Regions from separate parts of the Mus musculus genome. Here all the other regions are linked to region 2. A link is a contact called in public Hi-C and HiChIP or PLAC-seq data. All regions are on one chromosome and are shown on one strand. Each heading gives the region's core, a stretch centred on a gene start, on an enhancer-like site or on the middle of the called end of the contact. The rest is flanking DNA. Distances are from core to core; before and after follow the strand shown. Region 1 overlaps Slit3 (slit guidance ligand 3). Region 2 holds the start of Spdl1 (spindle apparatus coiled-coil protein 1). Region 3 overlaps Dock2 (dedicator of cyto-kinesis 2).

Region 1 (4,824 bases), core at 1,615-4,114, 490 kb before region 2:
AAGGCCTTCTTAGTGTCTATCATCCATCCTTCAAGCTTCAGCTAAGTCCAGCTGTCTCTAAAAATCGCCTCTGTGCTCTAGGGCTCTCCTTGTATGTTCAGGTCCAAGGGTGATTTGCAAGCATGTTAACTCATGAAGTCACATCTCTCTAGGGAGCGTCTGTGCAGGGTTTCTCTGAACAGCCATTTATCAGATTTCATGGATTTAAGGGGGGTGAGGCGAGAAGAAAAGACCAGAAAAAGCCAGCTACCCCAGAGGTACTAATGGGATAGCCCCCAACCTGGGGTTTATGGTGGGAACAGATGCAGACAGTTCTAGGGATGTTGAAGCCATCCCACTTTGCTCCCCTTTGTCCTGTCTGGGGGCCTTGTGTATGGCCTGGGAGTACAAGGGAAACAGGAGACTCTGTGATTATAAAGGGACAAGCCAGTTATACAAAGGAAATTTCTGAGACTTGCTGCTTCTGGCTCTGGGGTCTTCATAGAAGGGTGTTATGTCTTTCTCTTTTATAGAGCAGAGTACAGGAAGGCCTGTGGATGCATGGGAGGGGAAGAAACGGGGGTTTCAGACAGTGAAGGCAGGGGCTTTTGCTGAGTTTCTTCTCCAGCTGCTCCAGGGACCCCCAGCTTCATAACTCAGCGTACCTGCCATGCCCTGGGGAGCTGTGAGGAAGCATCAGCCAGGGTCCTCATATGTGTCATGTATCTTCCACCATGGCTAACCTGGGCCTTGTCCTGGGGTTTTGGTGGCATGTGTTGGAGCATCTGGGAGCTTGGGGTCAGTTACACATGTGGATCTTCCTGGAGGAGAGGGACCTGACACTCTTGAAAAGCACAAGTCTTTAAATGATCTGTTCGCCACACTTACCAGCAGGCAAGCAGCCTGGGCTGCTGCAAGCACGATGCTAACATGGCTCTGGGTAGACCCATGTTCAAAGCAGTTCAGAGTGCCTCAGGATAGCAAGTTTTCATTTGGGGGACAGGCCATACTCTTTTTCTCTCGGTCCTGCACTGTCTTATTCTTCATAATGACAAGGAAACATTATCAGTCCACGTGAGAAAATTAAATAGAGCTCAGAGGAGCTGAGGGATTTTCTCAGATTAACCCCATCACCAAGCCAACATTGGTGCAAGCTGTGAGCCCAGGGCCCCAGATATTTTGCCACTGACAGGACTGCACAGGAGGCAGATACCTCCCCATTACTCCCTTAACACAAGCAGCATCCATTCTGTAGATGAACAAAACAAAGCTGGGAGAGGCAAAGGAATGTGTGCTATACAACACAGTAAGTGTCCTTCACTGTGGTACCAGAGCTTGTTGCCATGACAGCAAAACAAACTAATGTTTTCTATGGTCAGTGTTCAACCTTCATGTTTTCTAGCTCTCCTGTTTTCCTTTGTCCTTTGTTTCTGTTAAGCATCCAGTTAAAAAAGATGTTGAAGTGGCCGCATTTTTGAAGACTCATTTTAGTGTGTGTGTATGTGTGTGTGTTCACAAGGCCACAAGAGAGCACTATGTCCTGCTGAGTTGGAGTTACAGGTGGTTTTGAGCCAACATGGGTTCTGAGAGTCAGGCTCTGAGCAGCAAGTACTCTTTTCTACTGAGCTATCTCTGTCCCACAGAAACCAGTTCTTTAACACTGCAAGCCTCACGTATTTCTCAGAGTACTGAGTCAGTTCACTGAAGGACAGCAAACCCATCACTCTACTAGCGAGGGCAAATGCCTACAGAACATTTGTGTACTTGGTCTCATTCTGACCCATCCTGCCAACAGGATAGAGAAAAAAATGACTGTCACGACTAAGAGAATCACAGTGACTCCTCCTTGTCAGAGACTGGTCCAGTATAGAACCTGAAAACCATGAAATGAACATGTAATAGTGACAGAGATGTGGTGGTGTTTTCCACTACAACAATACCTTACATCAGGAACTCTAGGTAAGTAGCTCTCTTGGTAGTGAAACCATACCCATAAACCCATCACTGGCCAAAGGCACAATTTGAATTTAGCAGTTGTTCTTACTGCTCCAAAACAAATAAAAGGACCAGAGAATCAGACATATTGATTGTGTTAAAGGCTTGACAGAACATCCAAAAATGGGAGCTTGGGTTTCCTCAACTGCTGATGAGAAGTACTGACCTTCAGTGTTATTTGAGACCCAACCAGACACCCGAGTGGAGGGACAGGACAATCACGGGTTCCAAACCAACCAAGAAGGTTTATTCCACATCTAATTACAGTCTTTCCTTGATATGCATGGGTGGCTGGTTCTAGGATACTCACTTTCCCTCTGTGAAACAGTATAATGTATGAAAGCCACTGACTTCCTGCAGACTGTAAGAGATACCTGGATGATTTATGATAGTTAACACTCCATACGTAACAATTGTATGCTGCATGCTTAGGGAATGATGACAGGAAAAGCATGGACATATTCAGTAGAGACACAGCTCTCCTCTTCAATATCTGCAGCCCATAGATGGCTGATGAATACAGAGAGGCCAAGGACAAGGAGAACCAGCTCTAGGTGTATCTGCATTGCCAGACAAATATTCTTGCCAACTTTGACACATACGCAGCATGTATACAGTAGTGGAAGGACGGCTCTCTATTCTCAATAGAATGGAGCTGAAGGGAAAGATTCTGGGCTAGCTGGGACCCCACCCTACCCCACCCCACCCCCAAAGCTTTACTACTTACCCTGTCCCTCCCCACCACACACCTGCACAGTGAGGTAGCTGAGAAAGAGGAAATGCCACCTGCATAGGCTTAGCACTTGTAGCAAAAGGTGCTGGGTGCTGAGTACCATCTGAGAGCCTTAGTAAAACTTAACAGGAGCAGAAATGGTGAGATCTGAGGCAGCAAACTGGCAAACAGGAAATCGTCCCTGTGATCTCCTACTCTTCAAAGGGCCCCTCTGCAGGATGCGTGTTTGTCAGTTCAGAGTTTAATGAGCCTTCTATATGCACTCAATTCAGGCTCAGCAGGGAAGCCCAAACAGGGTCTGAGGCTGCAGCTACCACAAGCCTCCGGACAGATGCTGCCTGGATAACAGTCTCAGGATTTGAATTGCCACAGTCTTCTGAAACCTATCCTGCTCTTCCCCAGTGGTGACACCCAGGGGCCCACTGACCCAGAATCTTCCAGTCTGGTGGGCAATGACATAGGGAAACCTCAAGATTGGTCTTTTAAAATACCTGCCTGAGGTATAGAGCCACCTTCCATGGTTAGCTCTTCCTTACTTCAGGAGATCAGCTGGCTAATCTGAACATCTTCCAGATTCAACACTTCTCAGAAATGGGCTCATGGGAATGTGAGCAAAGAAAAGAGCCCTGGGTCCCTCCATCACTTGTTCAAGTGTGGGGAGGTGAAGGGAGACTCCTTCATGTTCCAGTGTGGGATCTACAAACCCACAGCCTTTTGCTCACTCATGCCTTCGACTCCAGTGATATTCATGGGAAACAAAAACTTGGGTCTGAGCTTCCATTTTCAAATGGGAAATCACACACACACACACACACACACACATCTTCTACAAAATTAGCAGAAGCTGTATTTATCGCTGGGCCTCCATACGTGCAAGATCAAGTTGCTCTGGACTGAGCAGGGCTGCCCTCTGTCTCAGGGCCCAGGGCATCGAATCTGACCTCTTTAGGGTAAAGCACTGGAAAGAAAGCCAGCTAAATTGGCCTCCCCTGGGTGGAAAGGTCCTTTTTTTTTTTTTTTTAGTATTTACAAAAGCTCCCTGTTGGTTGGAGGAGCCCAGTTCTCTCTGTTGCCCCTGCCCAGCTGCACCTACTTGTGTTACTGGAGAGCCCAGCAGAAGCAGCTAACCTCTAGCCAGCAACTCTGGGCTGCTGTGATCTGTTTCCAAACTCAACACAGATCGGATTTCTCCTGGCTTCGGAGACCCACTCTCCTGGATTGCCATCCACGGAGAGCCCTGGTTCTCCTGAGAGCCCAGTTATCCTGCGAGCCCAGTTCTTTGATTTCTTTACTTCTACTTCTACCCAGGCTTCCTGGGACCCTGGGCAAACACCAGCTGTCACTTGGAGCTAGGGCAGGTCACCTGGATGGGCTCTCGAGCCTCGCACACACATAAACACACACACACACACACACACACACACACACACACACACACACACCACACACACACACACTCAGCATCTCTGTGGAGCAAGCTCACTGCCTTTGAGGTTGTCTGCACCCCCTACAGCTTGTTCTTTAACATCTTCTCACCTAATGGGTGAGAAGAGACCTGGACCATAAAATGCAAGCCTTTGCAATGGGCAATTAATCCCATCTGAAATCACCACTTCAAGTAACAACAATAAACAGGGCAAAAGGGTTTTTTGGTTTTTTTCTCTCTCTCCTTTCTCTGGTCTTGCACTACTGAGAGATAATCTGCAGAGTATAAAGGTTTTTTCAATGCCCAGATCCACAACAACTCCACCAACTCCTGTTTAAGCCTAAGTGAAATCTAATGATACGGAGATATGGTTACTAATATGACTCTGAAACTCCCTGGCATCCAACCCATCACTGCCACCCATTCTATCAAGCTAGTGGCATCTTTAAAGGAACCCCAGAAGACTAGGCAAGTATCTATCCAGTACCAATTGGGGGGCAACTTCTTGGATTTTGGGGCAGTGACAGTCTGCAGAAAGTCCCTTCTGTGAAAATTCAGCTGGATAAAGGTCAGGGTCAAACAATCTGCAGAAATGGCAGGGTGTTCTGTGCAGCTTCCTGGAGCCCTCGCTCTCTCTCCAAATTTGCTCTCAGGCCGTTGCCCTCCAGCTGCCTCAGCCCTACCACATCTG
Region 2 (4,864 bases), core at 2,097-4,596:
GGGCAGGAACTGTTTGGTAGATGTCTCTCCACTAAACTCTAAGCTTTTTGATCACATGCCCTTCCTCTGTAGAGCCCTAAGCCATCACGAAACAGGTTCGCATCAAAATAAACAGCTTTCAAGGCACTGCAGCACCACCAGAACAGCATTCTAACATGGAGTTAGTGTGGTCACACTCAAAGAATGACGAGCTTCTCACAGCAACCAGCCTGCACTTGAGTAGCTATTGTCTTAGGAATTTTAACGGAGGGGAGAGTGGATATTTTTGTTGCTTCTCAGAATTCAGAAGCCTTTCCTATGCTCCGTGAACCCATTATCATGCAAGGAGGAATACGCCATCTCTGATGTAAAATGAAAATGGCAGACACAGAGGAATCCACCCCACCATAAACTTTTGGCATGTCAGCCATGCATGTGGACCTCAGTCTCATTTGGGAGACCTGTACTTCAAACTACTAAAGAGTGTAGGTTAATCTAGGAAGCTATCTAAAAATCGTTTCACTTGTGACATCTAGTGTCTGGACATGGTACTGGCTGTACTCTATCCAGGGCATCCCTAACAGTGCCTTTTAACTTCATGGAAAAAGATAAAAACCACAACAAATTTACTTTAAAGATTGTAAGTGACTTTTATTTATGATTCTAAGTTACAACAGTCCTCAGGATCTGAAGAGGTTTTAACAATTCCTTTCAACAAGATCAGGAAGTATTTGTGAATAGGAAACAAGTGAGACAGAGAGACCTCTTCAGGTCCCAGCTCAGCATCCACTTGATTTGAATCATCTGGCCACTGAAGATGGTCTTGAAGCTCAATTATTTGTGTGCCACTTAGTGCAAATGATTCCAGGTTACTTTCATGCAGTGGGCCAGTGTAGAAAGACGCGCCCAAATCAATGTTCTCCTATAAACTGCCTTTAACGATTAGAGAGAGAGGCCTTTAAGACTTTGTGAACATGGTCCTCTCCCTCGAGTCCATTTTTCCTTACTTCTGCCATCTTTCAAGACTCTGCTTAGTGCCAGTGCATTTGTAACTTTTTAAATGAATATCCAGACAAAATATACTTTTCCTTTTATGTAGGGTCATATGAATTTAAAAAAAAAAAGATTTATTTATTTTTATAAATAAGTACACTGTTGCTGTCTTCAAATGCACCAGAAGAGGGCATCAGACTTCATTATGGGTGGTTGTGAGCCACCATGTGGTTTCTGGGATTTGAACTCAGGTCCTTTTGGAAGAGCAGTCCAAAGCTTACCCACTGAGCCATCTCGCCAGCCCATGAATTTTTAATATATATGTGAGTATATTTGTGTGTGTGATAATTTCTACAGCCATGATTTTAAATATATATTTGTTGGGGTTCAGGAGTCGCCCACAAACCACACAAACACCAAGCTCAGTCAGACAGGGATGGTTTACTGAACACACACCCTAAGCTTGATCGATCAGGGCCATAGTTCAGAATCTGGCGGCCGAGGCTACAACTCCGAACATTTCTCAGGGTGTGCTTATAAAGGAAAATGCCACAATGAGCTCGTGTGCAGGTGCTGGAAGTGCTGTTCAGTGGTCAGCTCTGACTCAAGCTATTTTGGACATAACAGTTCATACTGATTTAATCTGATGGGTCCTATAGCTTTGTGGAATTTCTTAAGATTAACAATTGTCATACAGAACATAACAAGATATGTTATCAACATGACCTTGCTCTGAGTCAAGTTATTTTTCTGTGCCAATGAGTGGCAGGCATATCACAGCAACAGTATGAAAGAGCTGGCAGGCATGGAACAAAATGGCTACAGCTATGTTGGGGGGCACAGGCCTCAAGAATATTAAATATATGTAAATAATATACTGTGTTGTGAGCAACTCCCTGATAGTACGTTTAATCACACATCCTTCCAAGGTCTATGTCACTGCACCTGAGAGATAGTATGTGATTTAATATGTTCTCTCTGAATCAAAGAACAAAACAAGGAATTCATAAAGATTTTAGTTACAGGTATTAACTAGTCATGACTGGCCAACGATAGAGGTTATCTTCCTGACTCCTGAGTTGAAGAATCTGAGAATGATAGAAGAAATGGAATTTGCTTCATTTAATGAAGAACTCAGTGGTGATTATATCTGCTTGATGGATCATTGTTGTTTATCTTAAAACAGTTCAGTCCTTTAAAGTCTGGTCTAGCTCCATCAGAAATAACGGTCTACAAATGAAAATGAAGTGAGAAAGTCAAAGGGTGTGGAGCATCAAGATATTAAAACTCAATGGAGGCAATGCAGGAAAGGGGAAAAATAAACACTGACTACTGGACACTGAAGGTAAAAAATCACTGGGGTACAGTGCAGGATTGGCCTCATGATAAAACAAACAAAAACAAAAAGAAACGCTGGTGATCTTGTCAAGAGACAATTTACTGTACAATATAACAAACTAATCCCAGCACTCCCGAGGCAGAGGCTGGAGGATCTCTGTGAGTTCATCGCTTGTCCGGTCTGCAGGGAGAGTTCCAAGACAGTCAGGGCTACATAGAGACCCTGTCTCAAAAAGCTAAATAATAACGATGATGATGAAACTGAATAGTGAAAACCTTCTCAGACGTTTTGTTATATAAAGAAAAACAAAACGGGAATGTTACTGACTGGAGTTTCCGATTCACTTTTGGAATGTGTCACTTCGGCACCTTCATCTACAGAGGGCAAAGATTCAACACAGTAAACCACGATAAAAGACATAGAGCCAAGCCCATAGATAAAAAAGATATGATGCCAGGTGCCAGTTACTAGAGCTCTCCAGATTTCCCATTGCTTAAAAGTGTAAAGAATAAGCAAGTTTACAAGGAATTTCTATTTAGACACGCATGCCCTCGAGCTGTACTGCAAAACCAGCTGGGTTCGTCTCAATAGCAGTCCTATTGCGGTGATTTTGAATTACTTAGGTTTTCTTTGGAGGAGACTTTAATTTCCTCTGCGCAAAGTGCAAGGGCTGGCAGGGTGGTTCGCAGTCCTAACTGGGGCGAGCCCAGTGGAAGGTGGCACTGTGCTGGCCCTGGTGAGACTCAACGCCTTAGCTCCTAAAGGCGACTGCAGGCGGGCCAGCGAGGGGCTGACAATACCTTCCGACCCGGCGACACTGGCGTTGGTAAAGACGACAACAAATAAATAAACCAGAGAAACACACTTCACTAAAAGCAGACACTTCTAAGAAAACGAAGCAGCAGGAACGCCCAAAAGCCCAAGTCGCGGAGCATGCACATGCGCAGTCTCTGCAAGGCGCCCCACTCGTTTGCCCCGGAGGCGCGGATTGGACAAGACATCTCGTGAGAAACGTGAGTTCTCGCGGGAACCGTATTCAAAAATCCCCGGCGCTTACTTAGCAGTGCTGCTGCCGAGTGAAGAGGGAGTTATTTCTGTGCTGAGGTGGAGTTAGTGTCACGAATCTGGGAGTCCAGTGCTCTCCGGACAGGCCTCCGGTTGCAGCAGCCAGGAAGCGTGAGGAGAGAGGTAAGGGCGAGCGTCGGGAAGGGTGAACCGGGAGGAGGTGGGAGGAACGCCTGTTCTCAGGAACCTGAGTTCTCTGGAGCCGCCTTCCGGGTCGGTGTAGTCTTCGGTCGGACCGCTTCGCTGCGGGTTTGACTGCAGAAGGATAAATACGGTGCTGGGTGGTCTGGGACCTCCGAGTCTTGAATTCTCCAGTACCCTTAGCCAGTGGTGCAGTCTGAATTAACTTACAATTATGTAGCAGACACACAGGACGGAGTCTCATTGTAACATCTCATTCGCTTATGTTTTACTTATTTACTTTTTTTGTTGTTTTTCTTTTATTCACATTATATCCCAATCGCAGCCCCCTCCCCACTTTCCTCCCAGTCCCGCCCCCCAATCCCTATCCCCACTACTACCCCTCCCTCTTTTCTCAGAGAAGGGGAGTCGTGTCCCCCCCCCCCCCCAGTACCACCTCATCCTGGGACATCAAATCCCAGCGGAGTTAAATAAGCATGTTCCAACCAGGCGGTCCAGGTAGGGTAAGGGGTACAATGGCAGGCAGCAGAGTCAGAGACAGCCCTGCTTCAATTGTTAGGGGACCTGCAGGAAGACCAAGCTGCATATCTGCTACACATACGTAGGGGGCCTAGGTCCAGCCCCTGCATCCTCCTTAGTTGGTGGTTCAGCCTCAGTGAGCCCCCATGGGTCCAGGTTGATTGACTTGCATGTCTTCCTGTGGTGGCCTTGACCCCTTCAGCTTGCTCAATTCTATCCCCTACTCTTCCTCACGAGACTCCCAGAGCCCTGCCTGATGCCTGATGGGCCTTTGCTTCTGCTTCCATCTGCTGCTGGGTTAAGCCTCTCAAGACACAGTTATGTTAGGGCTGCAAACATAGCACGGGGTCGTTAATAGTGTCAGGGGTTGGCTCTCTCTCATGGGATGGGTTTCAAGTTGTGCCATTCAGTGGTTCTGCTCCATCTTTATCCCTGAGCCTCCTATAGGCAGGAGAACTTTGGGCTTGAAAGTTTTGCTTGGGTTTGTTTATTTATCTATTCAATGATTACAGATTGCAGTGGTAACATTTTGGATGTTTGGGTTAAATGTTTTCACTTGTACTTATTTGTGAAAATGTAACTACCCCCACCCCCCAAAAAAAAGTTTAAAATCCGTTTGGCTGGCATGGTATTTCTGTTGATGCCTAGTAAGAATTCATGTGTTCTTAATCTAGTTAGATGCCTTTTACTCTTTTTGTTTTTGTTTTTGTTTTGTTTTGTTTGTTTTTCGAGACAAGGTTTTTCTGAATAGCCCTGGCTGTCCTGGAACTCACTTTGTAGACCAGGCTGGCCTCGAACTCAGATATCTGCCTGCCTCTGCCTCCCGAG
Region 3 (4,462 bases), core at 139-2,638, 440 kb after region 2:
ACTCCCCTTTTATGTAATATTTTATCTATAAGGTAATGTTCTAAAGAACTTTTGTCTAAGAAGGCATAAGAGGGCCAGAGAGAAGGAATAAAGTGTGGCTCTGGGGCTCAATCCATCCATCCACCAAATGTGTGTGTGTCTATATATTTGCCATGTTTGCCATGGATATGTTTGTATGTATGTATGCATGCATGCAAGAACACTTGTGGAGCTGATGAGAAAAGTGGTCAGACCTGGCTTTTGTGTGTGTGTGTGTGTGTGTGTGTGTGTGTGTGTGTGTGTGTGTGTGTGTGCATATTGCCTGCATAGAATATTTTCTGTCTTTTCTTCTCTTTTCTTCCTAGTTCATGAAGAGTTAATGGGTCCAAGCTTCTTACCTGGCCACGGCAATACAGACAGGAACTCTAACAATTAATTTCTTACTTAGTTACCTGATGCTCCCAGCAGGAATAATTATCAAATGTCTGTCTGTCTGTCTGTCTAAACTTACACTTAAGAGTTAAAAGAGTGCAGAGTTTCATGCTGGGCATTCTTGCCAGGCCCAGATAATTAAGTTTTGTTCTGTCAGCAGTATTGACCCCATAAATCGCCCCCTCACAGTCTCCAGCACCCCCATCTGTTATCAGCATGACCCCAATCACCCCCCATTCCCCATTCTCTGCCCTTCCAGAGAGAACCAGTGCTGGGGCAGGCTCCTGGCAGGCAGTCTTCTCTGCTAGCTGAAATGACATGCCACTGTGAGACGTTCTCTGTGCTAGTTCAGAAGAGAAGCCCCACCTGTCTTTCACGTGAATCACAGATGGCACGGCCCCTTCTTTATCTCTTGCATGATGGGTCCATGGTGGTTGCATAATAACAAGGATGTCCTGCTTGGGTCAAACTGAAGAGTTTTGTTTTTTTTTTTAAGCTCTCATCCCCTGCCCCCTCCCCTGCTCTGTCTTCTTGCAAAAAGAAGGCCATGTGAGCAGAGCAAGCCAGACAGTGGCTACTGTCAGTAATCTAGGTTAGCCCCAAGGACAGGAGAAGGAGAAAGGCTACATGCTGGTGACATATCTGGGAATGGAGGGTAGGTGTTTCTCAATCCTAACCAGACCCACCTGACTGCCTTCTACCCTGACTGGTGTGTGTGGGATATCAATCTGCTGGTATGCCTTGATCTTCCTCTCTATCTTGGGCAATAGTATTACATACAAGGCTTGTAGCCCTTCAATGTTTGCCACTCTAGTCAGCAACCACAGGCCTTTACCTTTCCTCTATATCTCTAGTTACACCAATTACCCTATTTACAACCTATCTCCTTGAGTGACAACCTCTGACTAACTTGGTGAGATTTGTCCCTCAGGAGGAAGTCCTGTGCTCATACCAAACCTTGCAGAGTGGCTCAAGTGCTTATATCTGTTGGCCTAGCTTCCTCATTTGGCTCCCAGAAGCAGTGTCTGGCACACAGTAGGTTGTGAGGACTGCTAGCTCGCTTCCTTTCTTCCTGTTTTCTGGCCTAAGAATTGTCCCTTGTCTCCTCTCACCCCTAGCCCTACCCAACTTGTGTTGCCTCGGTAGGGACTTTAAAATGAGTGGTTCTGCATTGAGCCAGGTGGTGGCTACCTGCCACAGTTCCGGCTAGGCTGTTGGCTGGGGGTGGCTTCTCTGTTTTCAGAGCTGATCTGAGCCCACTGACTACCTAGGGACATAGAAATTGGCAGACGATCCCCAGCACTTTGGACAGTTGGTGGGGAAGCCAGACACCATGGACGCCGGATAGTACTCCAGCAACTCCAGCAACTCAAAGCAGCCTTTTCAAGAGAGAGGTGCAGACTCTCTTGTGTCCAGATCTTCTGCGAATGACTTGCTTCATCTGAACTACCAAGTACCCCTAAAGTACAACAGAGGTCTATGGGTTTAGGTGGTGAAGACCAGAAATCTTTGTTCTGAGCACCAACTACCTAGGATTCCACGCTGGCCCTGCTGAATTCCACATCCATTTTGGAGGGTAAATCGCTTAAGCTCCATGTGCTTTGATTTTCCCATCTTGATACATGGCTAGGACTATTTCTTCAGAACCCACCAGAGAGCTTTAAACAAAGGGTCACACCCAGAAAGTCTTCAGAAAAGTACCCATCGGGTCAGAAGCACGTAATACAATTTGGTGGCTATTTTCACTACTCTTGGTGGCATTGTCTTCAGGATCAGTGGGAGACAAGCAACCAAGGGATGTTTCCTTCCTATCTGTAAAGGACACAGAGGGTGTGGGCATTGATGACACAGAAGTGGACATGTAAGATGACATAGAAGAAAACACAAATTAAAACCCAAAATGACTAGAATGACTGGAGCTAGGAAGTAAGAAGTGACGTTGGAAAGAAGCATAGAATTTGTTCTGATCTTCCTAGGAAGGCGACTGAGAGGGGAACCATCCTTGCCATCCCTCAGTTCTGGGAAGTGTATTCCACAATAAAGAAGAGCACCCTTCTTTTGTGACCTTGAGGTCTGAGAGCGACTGTCCTAAGTATATAGATCACAAACATTTTCACAGATCTAAGATTTTTAGACCCAAACTCTGAGAGGATAAGTTTTGAGGAGATCTGAGGAAGGACCAGAGCGACAGACAGTAAATGAAGGAATGCACGTTCTGTCACTCAGGTGTGAACAAAGGGGATGACCAGGAGTGGGGAGGAAGGTCACCCTTAGATGTCTCCAGAGAACTACAGCCTGAAGACTGAGGGCCTCAGCAGTCAAACGGAATTCCAGCAAAAGCCAAAATGTCTCCCAGGGGTGATCCAACACCAGCCCATGGTAGGGAGCATCCCATTTTTGCAAACCTTCCTTTGGAAGGCAGTGCCATGGGAGGATGCTTACTGTACTGTCCAGGAGAACGGAGATACATTTTTCCTCTTGTCTCTGAGGGGAACATGTCTTCCACCCTTGAATGTGGATTCACATCTTTGACAAAAACAATTCACTACAGAAAGGTCCCCTTAGAGGCCAAGGAAAGGCTGTCTAAAGCTTCTTCTATATCACTTTAAAAATTATTATTCATAATGAAATACACCAAGGTCCACAGTACAGTTAGAGAAGCAGTCTCCAGTGAGACGTGATAGTGTTATCTGCTGCCCATCTTCTAATATGTTGCTTCTCCCATGAGTCCTAGCTGCAGGCAGCATCTCTGGCAGGTCTGCTACTATTTAAAACGTCCTGGACAAGTGTGACCCCAGGGCTCCCACAATCCTACCCTAGCTCTGCTGTACCCAGGCACATACTAACTGGCCTGGCATCACCTCCCTCACAGGCTTCCTCATGGGCAGAGCTATTCCTGACTCAGTATTATGTACCCAGTGCCTATGTGCTGCCAGGCCCATGGCAGAGAGAAATGCCATGTGCTTAGAAGCAGGTTTCGGGGGCTAGTTTAACCTCTAGCTGTCATTTACTAGGTGTGTGGCCTTGGCCAACCTATTACAAATTTTCAAGTATCAGTTTTCTTCTTTGTAAAACGGGATTGAAAGGAGTTCAAACACAAGGCACAAACACACACACACACACACACACACACACACACACACACACACACACACACACTTTGAGCTAAATGAGACAATGAAAACTAAACTTTCAGCATGGAATTTGTCTTATTTACTCCATTAGGAGTCAGCAAGCTATTTCTGCAGGAGTTGAGATAGTCAACATTTGTAGTTTTGTAGGCCCTGTGTTCTCTGTCTGAACTGCCATGGTAGCATGAAAGTCAAGGACAAAGTGTCAGTGAATGAACACAGAATGTTTCAATAAAACTTTATCCATCAAGCAGGTAGCCATGGTTTCTAGATGGCAGGCTTTGGTTCTCCAATGCGAAACAGGGATGAGCAGCCCTGAGGGTGAGGGAAGAAGCATCAGTGTTATAATGGCCATTTCAACAAAAGCGCCTGGAATCTTAGAGCTAGGTATGGTAGGTCTTGGTTCAAACCTTATCTAAGTAAATCCTGTGTGTTCTCCGAGCCTCAGTTTACTACAACATGGAATTCATGGTGACAAGTGAAGAGGCCTTTATCCCAAGAGGCTGGTTTGTGGTTTAGTAGAGGAGGCATGCTGCTAGGTATTTAGTGACATCTCAGAAGCATTGGTATGATGGCGACGGTGACATTTAAGTCAACTGAGCCACAGCTTACTCTTTCCTCAAAGCAACAGTATGGCTACTTCCGCAGAGCCAGAGTGTTGGATCCTAAGGGAGTCATCTCTTTCACTTGGCAGGGATGGGGTTGCGGGGAGACCCCTGACAATCCCATAACCATAAGCCAGCCTGCTCACCAGTGACTTAGAATTCCCAACTCCATCAGCATCAAAGCACATAGAGCAGAGAGATGACTGCAAGTCAGAAACAAGCCTCAGCATCTCCCCTCGCTGTCCTCAAGTGGATCTGAGCACGACAAGGTCAAAAGATCAGTCTTAGAGAATATGAATTTTTGTCAGGGCTGTG

What was found. A called contact is a pair of places that touch in the nucleus more often than the background predicts. HiChIP or PLAC-seq counts read pairs in DNA pulled down with a chosen protein or histone mark.
Region 1: a contact with region 2 is called in a Hi-C map of double positive thymocytes, with 9 times the contacts expected there. The contact joins the enhancer-like site here to the promoter of Spdl1 in region 2. A contact is called at or near these places in 8 of 39 promoter capture datasets (the 3T3-L1 cell line, embryonic stem cells and liver), 4 of 484 Hi-C or Micro-C datasets (double positive thymocytes and uterus) and 2 of 115 datasets of contacts at active chromatin or transcription factors (bone marrow-derived macrophages and embryonic stem cells).
Region 3: an H3K4me3 HiChIP or PLAC-seq map of bone marrow-derived macrophages shows a contact between it and region 2, with 6 times the contacts expected there. The contact joins the enhancer-like site here to the promoter of Spdl1 in region 2. A contact is called at or near these places in 8 of 39 promoter capture datasets (the C10 cell line, the HPC-7 cell line, embryonic stem cells and 3 more) and 1 of 115 datasets of contacts at active chromatin or transcription factors (bone marrow-derived macrophages).

Annotation. Positions count from the first base shown.
Region 1 is chr11:35,324,606-35,329,429 of GRCm38.p6, reverse strand. All of the region lies in intron 4 of Slit3 (slit guidance ligand 3), which reads right to left. It overlaps Gm46277 (a long non-coding RNA gene), which reads right to left. Exons shown (of 2, transcript XR_003949657.1): 2 at 1-4,824. Among named protein-coding and RNA genes, the nearest start is that of Gm46277, 39 kb to the right of the region's middle. Within about 2 kb of position 2,864, at least 30 of the 459 cell types and tissues checked have an H3K27ac peak or open chromatin away from gene starts, as enhancers often do. A contact at or near this core is called in double positive thymocytes, where this site is marked.
Region 2 is chr11:34,832,123-34,836,986 of GRCm38.p6, reverse strand. It overlaps Spdl1 (spindle apparatus coiled-coil protein 1), which reads left to right and starts at 3,346. Exons shown (of 12, transcript NM_027411.2): 1 at 3,346-3,499.
Region 3 is chr11:34,386,622-34,391,083 of GRCm38.p6, reverse strand. All of the region lies in intron 27 of Dock2 (dedicator of cyto-kinesis 2), which reads left to right. The region is part of intron 1 of Insyn2b (inhibitory synaptic factor family member 2B); the gene reads right to left. Among named protein-coding and RNA genes, the nearest start is that of Insyn2b, 74 kb to the right of the region's middle. Within about 2 kb of position 1,388, at least 33 of the 459 cell types and tissues checked have an H3K27ac peak or open chromatin away from gene starts, as enhancers often do. A contact at or near this core is called in the HPC-7 cell line and bone marrow-derived macrophages, where this site is marked.